Linked DNA regions of Mus musculus: all the other regions are linked to region 1. A link is a contact called in public HiChIP or PLAC-seq and Micro-C data. All regions are on one chromosome and are shown on one strand. Each heading gives the region's core, a stretch centred on a gene start, on an enhancer-like site or on the middle of the called end of the contact. The rest is flanking DNA. Distances are from core to core; before and after follow the strand shown. Region 1 holds the start of Gad1 (glutamate decarboxylase 1). Region 2 holds the start of Mettl8 (methyltransferase like 8). Region 3 overlaps Myo3b (myosin IIIB).

Region 1 (4,666 bases), core at 797-3,296:
AGATAGATAGATAGAGAGACCCAGCCTGGTTTGACTTGTGATATCTACTATTGTAGAATATTCTTTTCTTTTCCACGTGGATTTTGCTAAAGCCCTAGGATTGAGAGCTTTTAATTCCGTTGTCAAAGAAAGACATGGTTGAAAATTTCTCCATCTAGTGCCACAGGTGAAGCGTCTTTACAGAGTCTTGGAGGAAGATTAAGGAGACAGAGGAAGGCCGCACCTAGGCAGAATTGTGGGTACTTAGGGTCGGGAGGATTTATGCTTCCTCCCTCCTGACCAGCGAGTCTTGAGTGATTGACATTAGTCAGTGACACCCAGATTCCTGACTGATGTCACTATATCTTTTAACGAAGGCCAGGAAAGGGGGCGTGGAAGAAACTCCGAGTTTACCTCCTCGTAAACAGTTTCAAGATATTCTGAAAAGCTCTGAGGTGCGTGGTTTGAGGGGCCATTTCCTTCGTGAAACACACACACACACACACACACACACACACATACATACCTAACAGGATCGCAGGGGAACTTCTGTTCCAACTCAGCTCAGCCCACCCTTCGGGTGCTTTTTGTTTTTAAAATGTGCGGGGGCTTTTATGTGAGGCCCAGAGAAAACAGCAATGTTCTCTTTGGTCGCAAGGAGCAGCTTAGTTACTTCAATCCCTTTTGTTGATCAGACCGTATCCTCCCAGCCCTGAGGCTTCCAGCTCCCTCACGAAAATTTCGGTGATTTATACTATTTGTTTTTGATGTTTCCGTTGAGTGGTGATGAAAGTCGCTAAGATGGTCACAAAAAAAGAGACAGGCCTGGGATAAACCATCGAAGACCCAGAGGTGCACATGAATAAACCGGTCTGCTGCTCCACAATATGAGGGAAATCTCTATGAAAACGAGTAAAGCGATCATAGAGTACTCCCCATCACTCAGACAGGCCCAAAAATCCAGTTTGTTTTGCCCCTAAAGGATGAGAAACGGAGGGAGAGGAAAAAGAAAGCCAGGAGGTAGCGGCGAGAAGGCTAGAAGAGGCCGGCCGTTACAGAGCCTTTCGGGCATCTCCAGGTGTTGTCTAGGGCGCACCAGGGAAAAGGCCGCCAGCACGGGGTCTCTGTGTGTTTGGCGCCCTCTGGTGGAAATTTTTTCCAATACCGCCTTTTTATGGTGGGGGACTTCACCCCGCTCAGTAATGTGCTTAAATATTGCCAAGAGAGAATCATTGAACAGCGTGAAACTGAAAAGAAGCGAGGAGAGCGGGCCAAGACACGGAGTGCCGTCCTGGCTTCCCGGAGCCACCCTCCATGCTCTGCTGCCCCAGGCGTGTGGAGCGGCACTCGTGCGTGTTATTAACCTTCAGACATGATCAATTACGAAGATTTCTTTTACCCCTCTCCAGGGAGAGGGCTCAGAGAAAGGGAAATAGACCCCTTGCCTCTTGTGGTGCCAGGTAGCTGTGTTCGAACGAGGTAGTGTGGAGATGGACTGGAAGAAGAAACGGGAGTGCAGAAACTCCAGGGTCTGTCTGGGTGGTCCCCTCATCTCCGCTTTGCCTGTACAGCCATACTGGCTCAGTAGAGCGCTCCCTAGGACACCACCCAGAGAAAACCTTCTGGAATCGCCAATCCAGGACAACCACAGGAGATTGATCAAGGCAAAGCAAATATTCTAGTCTTCTCCAAGATACGGGATGGAGGGCTAGGAAGAGGGGAAGGAAGAATCACCCAGTGAGACAAAATTCTTCGTAGGAATTATATTTTCCCTTGCCCTCACCCAACATCGCCTATCTCAAAAATAATTTAAAAACAAAAAACAAACAAACAAACAAAAAACAGAGCGTGCTGAGTGCATTCTGGATTACTCATAGGACTTTGTCACACACACCCTCCTTTCTGGTCGCAAACCCGTGAGCTGGATTTATAATCGCCCTACAAAGCTCCAGAGGCAGTCAGACACCTGCAAAGGAGCCCCAGCGCTCCGCGGACGAGCTGCCCCCGCGAGCAACGGCCTCGTGATTCCCCCCGCCGAGCGGGTCCCCGCCTCCCCACTCCGCCCCCGCCTCCCCCAAGCCCAGCGGCCGCCTCTCCGGATCTCTCCCTTCTTCAGGCTCTCCCGTGCCGGACCAGGGATCGTGCAAGCAAGGAAGCAGCCCTGGGGTGACACCCAGCACGTACTCCTGTGACAGAGCCGAGCCCAGCCCAGCCCCGGGACGCTTCGCAGAGGAGTCGCGGGAGGGTCCAGCTCGCTGTCGCTGAACCGAGGTGGGTAAATACCGGATCGCCCGGACTTGCCAGAGCCCCGCCTCGGTTATTCAACCCGGTGCCCTCAGCCTGCGGCTTCTTGTCCAGCCCTTTGCCTCACCCCACCAGCACGCGCCTGTCGCCCACCTTCCACAGCCGAGTGCTTCCCGCCAGTCCTGTCGCAGCTGTGGTTTGGCGCACCCATCCCCTACCCTCCTCGCTCTTGAAACCCTTATCAATTTCATTCGGGAGGACACATAAGGGCTGAAGTGACCCCAGAGCCATTTTTTGCCTGCGCTTGGGGGATCGGAGCTCACGGCTGTCGGATACGCGCCTGGGTAGCAGCGGCAGAAGGTGCGAGGAGCGATAACCTGTTACTTCCCCAGCACCCGCGTCCCACCGCCGCCCGCGGAGCTGCGAGAGCGCGCGGAGGTTGCGGGGGGGGGGGGGGACAGATGCTCGGCCCGAGGGACGACACGCAAAAGGCGGCTGGTGGGCTGCGCTCTGCGGGGTCTTAGATTTACCCAGATTACCGTTCTCCTCCCTCTCCTCTCATTCTTTCGCCCGCTCCTTCTCCCCATCTCTTCCTCTTCTCTCGCCCTCTCTCCCTCACTCTGTCCACGAACAAACACCAAATAGGGGAACCGCGCACTCTTCTATCCGAGGTCTCTTGCGCCCTAGGCGCAAATTCGCCACCGGGTGACGGTCTCCTTTTTACCCTCTGCCACCTTCTCTGGCTCAGTGAAACGAACTCTGGGGACTAGGTAGAGTAGAAACAGTGAATCTGGGACGGAGCCTCGCTCTAGGGTTGAGAAAGCTAGAAACGAGGTGGGACAAGAAACTGATCAGCAAGGCTTCGACACGCTGCCTTTTGGCTGTCTGGAGTGCAAGGTGACTGATTCTTAGCGGGTCAAGTCCTGAGGGGCGGAGGACCTATTTCTTCTCACCTTGTCTCACCAAAGTCCCTGTCCCCGGCGCTGTGAGCCTCCTTCTTTCCAAGGAATTGGCCAGACACAACAACGGGAGCCAGACACCGAACCAGACGTGCCCGCCCCGCACGCCCTCCCCCCTCCTCTTCTGCCCGTTCACCAGGCTGCTGGGAGCCCAATGGGGCTTGTCTCGGCTGGGCTGGAATTTGCTCGATGAGTGCTCCCTAGTGCTCCTGGCCCTATCCTCACCCCATCCCTCGCGTCCTGCACCCGCCTCCGGCGCCCCTTAGCTGTGAGCCTCACTCGGAGCACCCCGTTGCGCCTCTAGACTTGAGAGTCGCCCGGGGCTACTGTGCTTGCGCCCCAGTCCCAGAGCTAGCGAGCGCCTCCCCACCCCCTCCCACCGACCGCGCACCAGGACCCAGCCAGCTCGCTGCCCTTGGTCTCCCTTCTGTCTCCGAGACTTCGGTGCCCCGGGCCGCAGGACCTAGAAGCTCTCCCGGCACAGCTCTCCCTTCTGTTTGCAGCCTGTTCCTGCGCCCAGTCTGCGGGGGACCCTTGAACCGTAGAGACCCCAAGACCACCGAGCTGATGGCATCTTCCACTCCTTCGCCTGCAACCTCCTCGAACGCGGGAGCGGATCCTAATACTACCAACCTGCGCCCTACAAGTAGGTCCTGCCCCAGTTTCCTATTAAATGGACTGCAGCGAGGGTGGGGGCGCTGGCACTGCGGGAGGCTGCGCTGTCGGAACGCGAAAGGAGAGCGTAGAAATGATGGAGGCTGAGAAACAAATGGGGCCCTATTCCAGGTTCCTGCTTAGAGGTCATTTGGCTGCCAGGGACGCGAGGTTACTCCCAGGGCACCGAAGAGCAGCGAGGACTTCACAAGGGCCGGGCAAGAAAGATCTTTGGGGTCTAAGGGGCAGAGACGTTCAAGGAGCTGTGTTGTGTTTTTGTGTCTGGCGGGACAACAGGGGTCAGAACAGAGGGGTAGTGTGAGGAACCCGGAGTCTCAGCGAGAACAGTTTCCTAGCTCTAGGTTTGAGATGAAACCTGACCTCCTCCTCTCCTTTCCTCCACCCCCCCCCGCCCCCAGCGCTGTACTCACAGTCCATAATCAGGGGAAATTTCGACGTTAATTGCAGCTTTTAGAAAACTCTGGGTCCCTAATTGCTCCAAATTTGCGTCTAGCTATTGACGAGTGAGGGCGAAGCCAGGGGCGTAAAAGGTGCACAAAACTGCCTGAGATTCAATTAATTACATCTTAGAGACAAAAAAAAAAGGCGAGGGAGGGGCATTTAAGCATCATCCAGAGTGACGGGGGGGGGGGCACCTTGGCAGCTAACTAGGAGGAGATGTGGCTTGGCAAGCCAGGAGGCAGAAGCACCCCTGTGCTTTTTTCTAGAGACCTGTCAGCAGGTGACAAGTCTTGGGGAGAATAGAGAAACCAGATAAAAGGGCATTTATGCTTCCCCATCCGATCTGTCTCTAATTCAGCCTGACTTTC
Region 2 (4,666 bases), core at 1,372-3,871, 490 kb after region 1:
AGGACACTTACTGTATGTAAATGATGTTGTCCAGGGAAGGTCAAAGAAAGTCAAGGCACATTGAGCAAGGGAAAGTCTCATCGTGAGTTAAATAAATACTAGGAGCACTGATTAATCTGTAACATTAGAAAAATATATATAGGTCTCAATGCAAGAGAAGTGTACCAAGAAGGCCAGGACAGATGGATTTGCTTTCTGGATTTTTAAGGTCCAGTAAAACAGTACAAATGATCACAACGAGTAAGTGGTCACTTAGCCAGGCAGTGGTGGCGCACGCCTTTAATCCCAGCACTTGGGAGGCAGAGGTAGGCGGATTTCTGAGTTCAAGGCCAGCCTGGGTCTACAGAGTGAGTTCCAGGACAGCCAGGGCTATACAGAGAAACCCTGTCTCGGAAAAACAAAAACAAAAACAAAAGCAAAAACAAACAAACAAACAAAAAGAATAAGTGTGCACTTGAATTTACTGGTTACATAGCTCTGCTTCACTTAGTTCACAAAAAGCCTGGTTATTATAGTTGCACAAAAGCTACATAGGGTTTTATATATGGTTTTATATTTGCATACATTTAACATACCAAAAATACTTTAACAATGAAAGACTCTAGGTTGGATTCTGGTTTGAGACATTCTGTGGTGGGTAACTAGGAGCCACTAAGAATGATGTGACAGCTTTGTGCATTAGTGAAATCACTCTCTAAAAGGCTGCGGCAGGTTGGGAATCGAGAGTCTCCAAGTGTAGGCAGGAAGAACAATCAGAAGGCTAATTAATAATGGGATAGAAAACAGGAAGGCATAAAACTACTGGGATGAAAAGACTGGACAGAAATAGAATCAAAAGTACTTGGTTGTGGGAGAGGCAGAGATGGTCTAATGACTCTCCTTAGGGATCCCAGTGGTAAGATCAATAGCACAGGAAGGGAGCATTCAGAAGGCCGGGTAAGAATGGGGACTGCCCAAGCCGTGAATATTGTGCAGTCCCTCAGCCAGCTCACTGGCTGTCGACTGTGAGGAAAGAAACCACTTACTATGATGATTTAGGGGCCAAGCTTGATGCCTCGTGGAAAAACCTGAAAAACACTGAGAGGCAACTGGCCTTGAAGTACCACCCTGGTAAGAGTGGACGTGAAGGAGAAGCAAGTAAACAGTCTTCTCAAGCGCACAGAGTTTCCAGAGGTTAAGCATTCAGACCTGGGAGAAACTGGGGGGACTTTGGTCCAAACCAAGAAAGACAGCGCCATTACAGTAGAGCAGCAAGTGAGGGGCATGGCCCTCATGTCTGAATGGGTGGTCTGCATCCAGTTGTTGGGACTTAATATGTTAAAGTGAATGCGCGGAAGGTATGATCACAATATGCCCACTACTTGCTACTGTTTTTGTGGTAATAGTGGAGCATAGTGGCATCTTAGAAGTCATGTGAAAAACAAGCACAGAAACCAAAGCTCAGCCATGGTGGGAGAGCACAGAAAGACAAGAGCTGCGACAAGAAAGACAAAAAGGAAATGATGAGTGCAATTCAGCAATGATTTGCATTTCGCTTCAGCCAAAGAAAATCCAGCTATATTTTTCTGGGTTCCAGCATTTCAGTGACAGCTGCATTCATGAATGACCAAATTAACTATTGTGGAGCTTTCTAAAAATATACAAAGCACTCACTCCACCGTATGCTATAAGCAGGTCATGAAATATCAGGGGGGGAAAAAAAAAACCTCCAACAAAACAACCAAACAAACAAACAAAAAAGCCAGACCCCGAAGGAAATGCATCAAGGGTATAAGAGTTTTCCATTTAAAACAACAAAATGAAACGGCTAACGTTTGATCCAGCACATCCATCCTGTACTGTACTTCTGTCGATCAGAAAGCTGGTGTGCTTACTGACTTTTTCTTTAAGCACTTAAGATCACGGAGTGGCATGCCAAGTCTATTAAGTCTATGTGGGAGATGCAGACACCACACTAAAGGGGTTTACAATGAGGTTACGGGTCGCATTTGGTATACAGTTACGGAAATTTTTAGTATGTTAGTAATTTTGAACACGCAGGCTGAGCTAGTTCACAGAGAATGTTATTTTTTACTTAGAGAAGTCAACCTGGATTATCTTAGGCAGTTCAATAAGAATGCAAACATTTCATATTTTATTCCCTATAAGGGGGAAAAATGGAAGGAGGAAGAAAACACAGCAATTACCACAAAACCAGTCAGGGTCCCCGCTGGCCACACAAGGACGAGCCTTTGGGAAGGAGAAATTCAATCCTACTTTGATGGGAAAAACAGCAACTTTCACCACTAATTACCATACAAAAGCATAGTGGTTACACAACTAAATGTTGAAGTCAACCTCATCCACAACGTCCCAAGTGCGGCTGAGGGAAAGCCACGGGGCGTACCTTTGGAGGGTCCCACTGGCCACAACGCCCCTCTGGACGCGTGGCCAGAGCCTTGCAGGGCCAAAGGAGGGGTTGGCAGTCGTCCCACGACCAGGGCAGAAAGGGACTGCTTCCTGGGACACACAGGTGAAGCGACACCACCAGGTGGCTGCACAGCACCCACCAAAGCTATCCAGGTTTACCGCGTGCAGCCCGGAAGGCTACCCGACCCACTGCGCAGCCCTACGGCGCAGCCTATTAGGGCCAGGAGAGGCGGGCTAGGGGCAGGGAGGGGTGGGGCGGGGCCAGGCCAGCCCTCGCTCTGCCTGACGGGAATTGTAGTTCTGAAAAAGAAGCCATAGGGGCGGAAAAGGCCAAGGGGACTACATTTCCGGGAGAGGGAGTGGATACGGAGGGCCGCGAGGTGCAGCGTTAATCCCGAGAGCAGAAAGAAGGGCCAGGAAGGCGCCGTTGATTCTGTTCCTTTGCGTCAAATCCGTGTGTCGCTACCTCTTGATCTCTGCCCCGAGTCCCCAGCGCGGGGTCCCGCGTCAGCCTTCCTTTGAGGTTCGCAGGTGGCGGCTGCCACCCCTCGCGGAAGTGAGGGGCGCGCCCCTCCTGGGCCCTGCGGACCCCTAGTCTCCATGGGCCGGACCCGGAAGGCCAATGTGTGCCGCAGGCTGAGTCGCCGGGCTCTGGGCTTCTATGCACGCGACGCAGGCGTGGTGCAGAGGACGAACCTGGGCATCCTGCGGGCGCTGGTGTGCCAGGTGACGCCCGCCGAAGTCGGGGTGCCCGGGGTCCAACCTCCTGCCGGGCTGCAGTTTTTTACGCGCTCTGATACCCCTTTGAGGGTCTTACGTGGGGAGGGGCATCCGTGTCCCGCAATTAGGGTATTAGAAAATAGGTACTCAGGTCCGCCGCCTGGCGTAGTTTTTAAAAAGCTTCTTTTGCCTTCCTGCAAACAATCGATTCAAAACTTGGGCATCCAACTAAACCGACATCTATGGGCAGAGGGAGAAAAAAAAAAAAAAAAAAGGAGAAACAATGTACTTTAAAACTGTAGATTTCAACTACCCACCGAAAATGGTTCCATAGCAGGGGACTGAGTTCTTTCCTAAACTGAAATTCTTTGTGTCTTTCAGGAGAGTACTAAATTTAAGAATGTTTGGACAACTCATTCCAAGTCACCTATAGCCTATGAGAGAGGAAGAATATATTTTGACAATTACCGGTGCTGTGTCAGCAGGTAAATTCTTGGTGATGATTTTTTTTTTTTTTTGCTATAATCCACCTGACCCTAGTTTTTATAGAACCACGTGGCTTCTTTAGTACTTAGTGAAATTGGAAGATGAAAAAAAAAAAAAAAATGAGTCCATAATAAAACTAGGTGGAAAATGCATGTGATCTTAAAAACTCGTTAAGTCTAAAGTTTCGGACTTCATCTTTGTAAATACTTTTATTTCACACAAAATTATAGCACAGGCAAAATAATACGTTTCTCAGCACAGTTTGCTGTTTTATACCCATTTAAAGATCAGAGTCCAGAAAATGGGTTGTGAAATAATTAGATGCTGCTTAGGAGACAGGCATTTTGTTTTAGAAGTACTTTTTTTTTTTTCCCAAGAGAAAAAAAATGTTCAAACAAAAGTATAGTATTTGTAGATAAATAGTATTTAACAGCCAGCCTCCATCCATTCAAGGTCAGACTGAAGAGAACGACACAGTGAATTGATGCTTCCATGCCCGTCACCTGGATTAAGGGATTATGGAATTGCCGCTCTTTATCTTTCACTTTGCATCTGTAAGAATTATGGGCATTTTTCTGTGTGCCAAGCTTCAGTGGTGTTGTTCCTCCGGAGCAAATCACCTTGTTGAGATAGGTTCTCCTTTCACTGGACTGGGAAGCTAGAATACCTGTAGACAGCCTGGTCAGCAAGTGCTATGAATTTGCCTGTCTCCACCTCCACAACTCTAGGAAAACCATGAGTATTGGGGATCTAAATTCCGGTCCTCATGCTTGCAGGGCACCAGCTGGAACTATCTCAGAAGTGATTAATAACGCCTAAGTTCTTTTCTTGTGGGATCAGAAACTGGAAGTCAGAGAGACTAGTGATTTTTGAGGTTTGCCTTGACTCCAGGAGGTATCTTTTTTTTTTTTTTTTTTTTTTGGTTCTTTGGCAAATCGCCCAACCTACAATTTATTAGCCTTTAGTGCTGGTGAATCTACCCATGTCCCTCGATTCGCCCTTGGATGTAACTTCCAGTGATTGACAGAGTACACACATACTTGAAATTCTC
Region 3 (4,666 bases), core at 897-3,396, 390 kb before region 1:
ATCCCTTCCTCTTAAATATCTCTGAGATAGTCTCATGTTTTGCATATTAAATCCCCCCCCATGTATTCATCTTAAATACTTGCTCCTGAGCCATGGTAGTATCTGGGGAGGTTCTGGAAGCTTTTGGAGGTGGGTATACCTGGTGGATGTAGATCACTGGAAGCAGTTTGCTCTCTGCTTCTTCTCTGCCAAGAAGGGAGTAGCTCCTTCATGTTCTTACTGCAATCTCCTGCCAAATACACTGACTGAAGAGATCGTGGATGGAATTCTTTGACATCATGAACTAAAACCAACCAGCCTTCCTCCCTCCCTCCCTCCCTCACTCCCTCCCTCCCTCCCTCCCTCCCTTCCTTCCTTCCTTCCTTCCGCTTGTTTCTGGCACGTGTTTTTGGGTTCTTTTTTGTTGTTTTTTGGTTTTGTTTGTTTGTTTTTGTCACAGCAGTAAGAATTCTTATACTAGTTCCATGGGACAGTAGTAGAAAGATAACATGTGACAGAGATCCTTCTTTGTCTTGTCCAACTGGAACCCCATAGATGGTTTGTTTCTTTTCAAGGGTGGAGCACTAATATTTAATTCAGACCCTGGATTTCACTAAAGTTCTACTCTATATGTTTAGCACATTACTGAGAAAAAAACCATTCAGCAATTGTGATAAACACTGTCTTAAGCCGAGGAAAATGTTCCAACCCCATTGATGGAAGTATTGACGTTTGGTGATTAATAAGGAAGTGCTTTCATTGTGATCTAAGCTAAATCAGTGGGCGAATGTCACTGCAGCAAACCCTGATTGCAAGGATGTTTGGGAGGATTCAAAATGTTAATTTTTGCAAGAGCTAGGATAAGAGAGACTTTTCTGACTGGTTTACATGGGCACTTGATGAAAGCCCTCATTAACCCTTTCCTGCAAGGCTTAAGGTCTGGTTAGATGGTTGTTCCCTGTGGCAGGAAAACCACAACTGCCAGCAACTTGGGGGAGCACTCTGACCTGTAATTGCTTGAGTTCTGGCTGCACCTACACCTCTTGGGTGATTTATACAGTGTGAGGATTTTTCCAACCATACCTACAAACGTTCCAGAGTTATACACAGAGATGGTATTTGTCTTAGATAAGAGTAGTAACTATGTTACCATTTTCCTTCCTCTATTGTTAATAACCGCCATCCTTGCTTTTCAAAATTGTAGAGTGTTTGCTTGTTTTGTTCTGTCTCATTTTGGGTGACAGGAAGCAAGATATTCCAGAGTATTTTGTCAACTAAAAGTGAATTTCTTACTGAACATCGGCATCTCGGGTTCCTATTTTGCCTTTGTCCTCTTGCTCTGATGAGCCATTTCAAAACAGGAATGAGCAGGTAAGACGTCATAGCACACTGTATTTAGTTTAGGTTCCGGCTTCCTCTCAAACAAGGGTCTGGACTCCCTGTGCATGTGAGTTGTGCGGCTGACCCTGTATCAGCCTGAGTATGACTGGGGAGTGCTCCTGCAGTGCTCAGTAAGGACACAAGGGGATCCCCCCATCATCAATCACGGAAGGGAGGAATCTCAAAATCCTCTCCCCTAAACTCACTGAGGAACCTGCTAGCTTCAGCCTGGAAATGCCACTGTGTTTGGAAGGGGAAGGACTGCAGCTGAGTCCTTTGACTTGAAGCTGCAGTGGCACCTGTTCTCAGGGCCAGTCTCCCTCTGAGTGTGAGCTGTCTGTTGTCTGAGCCGCTGACCACATCTCTGCACTCAGAATGTCCTTAAAGAAAAGCTCCAACATAGCTGCCTGGACCCCAGGTTCCATTCTAATGTGAGCGGCTCCAGCTTTTTAAAAGTATTCCCGGGTGGTGGGGGGTTAGACTTGACGCCATTTCGATAGTTTTCCCTCCAGGATCTCTTTTCTTTCCTCTCTCCATGCCCACCCCTTGGCTACCCTCTCATCCTGGCAGCTGCGGGAAGGTTTTTCTCCAGCTGTCCATCAAGTCTTCAAAAGGCAGCCAGAATGTAATTGTGATCCATTTTCTACTCTTCAATAGCTGTGCGTAACACACACACACACACACACACACACACACACACACACACACACACGGCTCAGAATTGCAAGGAGAGAAAGCCAGAACTGCCTCGTGACTCACGCAGAGCCCACACTGGTAATTACTGCCATTCATTATTGGCCCAGGAAAGAGAACAAGGGTCTGGGTGGTTCTAAGGAACCAGAAGCCTACCGAGTAGGGGGTGGGGAATGTGCTTCCTCCCTCCATTTCCAGAAAAATAGCTGTCCATGCTCCTCCCAGAGTTTGAATTTGGCTATGCTTATTTAGTGTGCAGTTTAGAATTCTGCAGTGTGACCACATTCTGCTAAGCACCTCTCCCCAGAAAGCCTTCATAACCTTGAGCAGCACCTGACCTTCCTGTTTGCTTAGATGGGGGTTAAATAGGCTCAGTTTCATTAACTCCTGCATGTATTCAAGTGGCAGCTGTCAGGAAGTCCCAGAGGAGCCAACATCTGTGGGAAGGCTCATCTTGGCAAGTTTGTATACTGCCCTCTTCCCTCTGACCCCCTGTCCTGGAGCACCTTTGTGACCGAGCCATGGCTCGGCCATCCTCTAGCTGGTCTCTAGGCATCCTCGGTGCTCTGCATTCCTTTGTGTGTGGTGCCCTATCGCCTCTCATTAGGTCTTTGACTTATTGGGGACAACAAACCATGGTTAGGAAAGGAGAGGCCATACAAAATCTCATCCCCTTCAGCTCCCAGCCAAGAGTGTCCTCTACTGCTATAGGCAATCCAATGAAGTATTAGGGAACTCATGAGCATCCAAGTAAGGAACTATGTATTTTAAGCTAAATGTCTGGCGATAGCTTGGGGATGTGAGAGGTCCTGACGGGAGACTAAGATCTGAGAGAGTTCTCACAGCTGGGGAATGTTGCATTAGCTTTTCGGAGGGGAAGCTTATCTCTTCACTCCAGGTAGGACACCAATGAGAGGCCAAAGAAAGGATTCCCATATGTCGCCTGTGATCCAGTAACTTCATCGGGCTTGGGTGACTGCCCTAACAGCTGCAGCACCAAAATATCCTGCCTGAGTGAAGGGTGATGGCCCCCCAAAAGCTTCATAGGTAGAGTGCCCTCCTTAAACCCCACAATCTCTAGTACCTGAAGCCAATGGGATGGAAATACCTATGGATGGAAAGGAGGCTCAGGAGGGTGGGCATGGCCAGAATCTCAGGTGAGAGTCAGGTGATCCCCAAATCCTTTTTCTCTCTCTCTCTGAGGGACCATCAACAGGTTCAGTCTTGTGAAGGTTTCCTCTGGATATTCACATTTCTCTGACTATGAGGGGCATGGCTGTCTTAAGCCTAAGGACAGCGTTCCACCGCAGGAGTTCTGTCTGGAATGGAGAGTTTACAAGAACTCTGCTGCTGAGGTTGGGACCGACTCTCTGGAGTTAGATGACAATAAAAGACACATTAATGCTGTTGACATGGTGTTGTCCATCATCACTCAGCTTTGTCCCTGTCCTGTGCTTCATCGGTGTCCCATACACGTGGACTTTATGACACCAGACACACTCTCTCTCTCTGCAAGAACCCATTAGCTGCAGGGAATTAGGATCAGGTCAGGAGGACCTTTACTCAAACTTTGGGAACTGTCAACTTACGCTTCAGGTTACATGCATCTGACAGTTCTTGCTGTCTTCATCTGTTCCTGTTTTGTACTCCAAAAATAGCATGCACAATTTGCCTTTTCTTTGGCTTCTGAAGATGGAAGCATCAGGCCTAAGAAGCAGCATTTAGTCTGTGATTTCTGGGAGCCTGCTTGTGTTGTAGCCTGATTCCTCACACATTTATGACACAGTGTCAGGAATAGCCTAGAGACGTAATGAAGGTGAAGTCTGTCCATTCACTTCTACTCTTTAGAAATGGGAAGAGTTACTCACTCCCCTTACTGAACACCCCCAGCTTGCCTGACCTTCTGTTTAATGTTTTTCATGAGTCATGCTTTGATGTTCATTTGATTTCTGTAGTGAATGCATCATTACAATCCCATTTTACATCAGATGGAACCGAGGCTTAGAACAGTCGGTAACATGCAGTGGATCTGGGAAGTGACTTCAGAACTGACGCACCCAGGCTTGCCCAGTCGTGGCTTCTCTTTGTGACTGAACCTTGGTCCAGACACATAGCTGGAAAGTTTATACTCTTCATCTCTCAGAATCTAAGCAGTCCAATGCAAATGTGACCTCTAGATGACAGGTGCCTGGGCTCACTCAGAGCTGACTCCAAAGCCGATTTAGCAGATTATGATTGACAGGGTTACTAGTAATTATTACTGTATTCATAGGTGAAGTGCTTTGTGAAGTAGCCTCCTTTCATTCCTGTTCCTGGGATGATTAAGTGTCCCGACAAAAAGCAACTTAGGGAGAAACGGGTTTATTTGCCTTACAGTTCCAGGTCACAGTCTGTCAATTCACGGAAGTCAAAGCAAGAACTCAAGCAACTAGCCATCTTGACCACAGTCAAAAGCAGAGAAACATGAAGGCACTCATGCTGCCTACTTGCTCAAAACCCAGCTAGCCCTTTCTGCTCATATCTGAATAGCACCAAAGCAGGGAATAGTGCCTCCCATTTTGGTCCAGGTCTTCCTATATCAATTAACAATGAAGATAATCTCAGACATGCCCCT

Evidence for each region. A called contact is a pair of places that touch in the nucleus more often than the background predicts. HiChIP or PLAC-seq counts read pairs in DNA pulled down with a chosen protein or histone mark.
Region 2: a Micro-C map of embryonic stem cells shows a contact between it and region 1, with 5 times the contacts expected there. The contact joins the promoter of Mettl8 here to the promoter of Gad1 in region 1. A contact is called at or near these places in 2 of 484 Hi-C or Micro-C datasets (both in embryonic stem cells) and 1 of 9 other capture datasets (embryonic stem cells).
Region 3: a contact with region 1 is called in an H3K4me3 HiChIP or PLAC-seq map of embryonic basal ganglia, with 6 times the contacts expected there. The contact joins the enhancer-like site here to the promoter of Gad1 in region 1. A contact is called at or near these places in 3 of 39 promoter capture datasets (the C10 cell line, hippocampal neurons and neural stem cells), 1 of 15 datasets of contacts at CTCF or cohesin (large pre-B cells), 4 of 484 Hi-C or Micro-C datasets (CD8 T cells, cortical neurons and cumulus cells), 22 of 115 datasets of contacts at active chromatin or transcription factors (the NIH/3T3 cell line, VIP interneurons, bone marrow-derived macrophages and 13 more) and 4 of 9 other capture datasets (adipose tissue, embryonic stem cells, liver and 1 more).

What each region holds. Positions count from the first base shown.
Region 1 is chr2:70,560,083-70,564,748 of GRCm38.p6, forward strand. It overlaps Gad1 (glutamate decarboxylase 1), which reads left to right and starts at 2,047. Exons shown (of 17, transcript NM_008077.5): 1 at 2,047-2,250; 2 at 3,686-3,828. The coding sequence starts at 3,750. It overlaps Gad1os (glutamate decarboxylase 1, opposite strand), which reads right to left and starts at 3,275. Exons shown (of 3, transcript NR_040496.1): 1 at 3,177-3,275.
Region 2 is chr2:71,052,985-71,057,650 of GRCm38.p6, forward strand. Mettl8 (methyltransferase like 8) reads right to left here and starts at 2,622. Exons shown (of 10, transcript NM_145524.3): 1 at 2,387-2,622. Dcaf17 (DDB1 and CUL4 associated factor 17) reads left to right here and starts at 2,760. Exons shown (of 14, transcript NM_001165980.1): 1 at 2,760-3,135; 2 at 3,511-3,614. The coding sequence starts at 3,010.
Region 3 is chr2:70,166,680-70,171,345 of GRCm38.p6, forward strand. The region is part of intron 8 of Myo3b (myosin IIIB); the gene reads left to right. Among named protein-coding and RNA genes, the nearest start is that of Myo3b, 130 kb to the left of the region's middle. Within about 2 kb of position 2,147, at least 39 of the 459 cell types and tissues checked have an H3K27ac peak or open chromatin away from gene starts, as enhancers often do. A contact at or near this core is called in cortical neurons, embryonic basal ganglia, hippocampal neurons and 2 more, where this site is marked.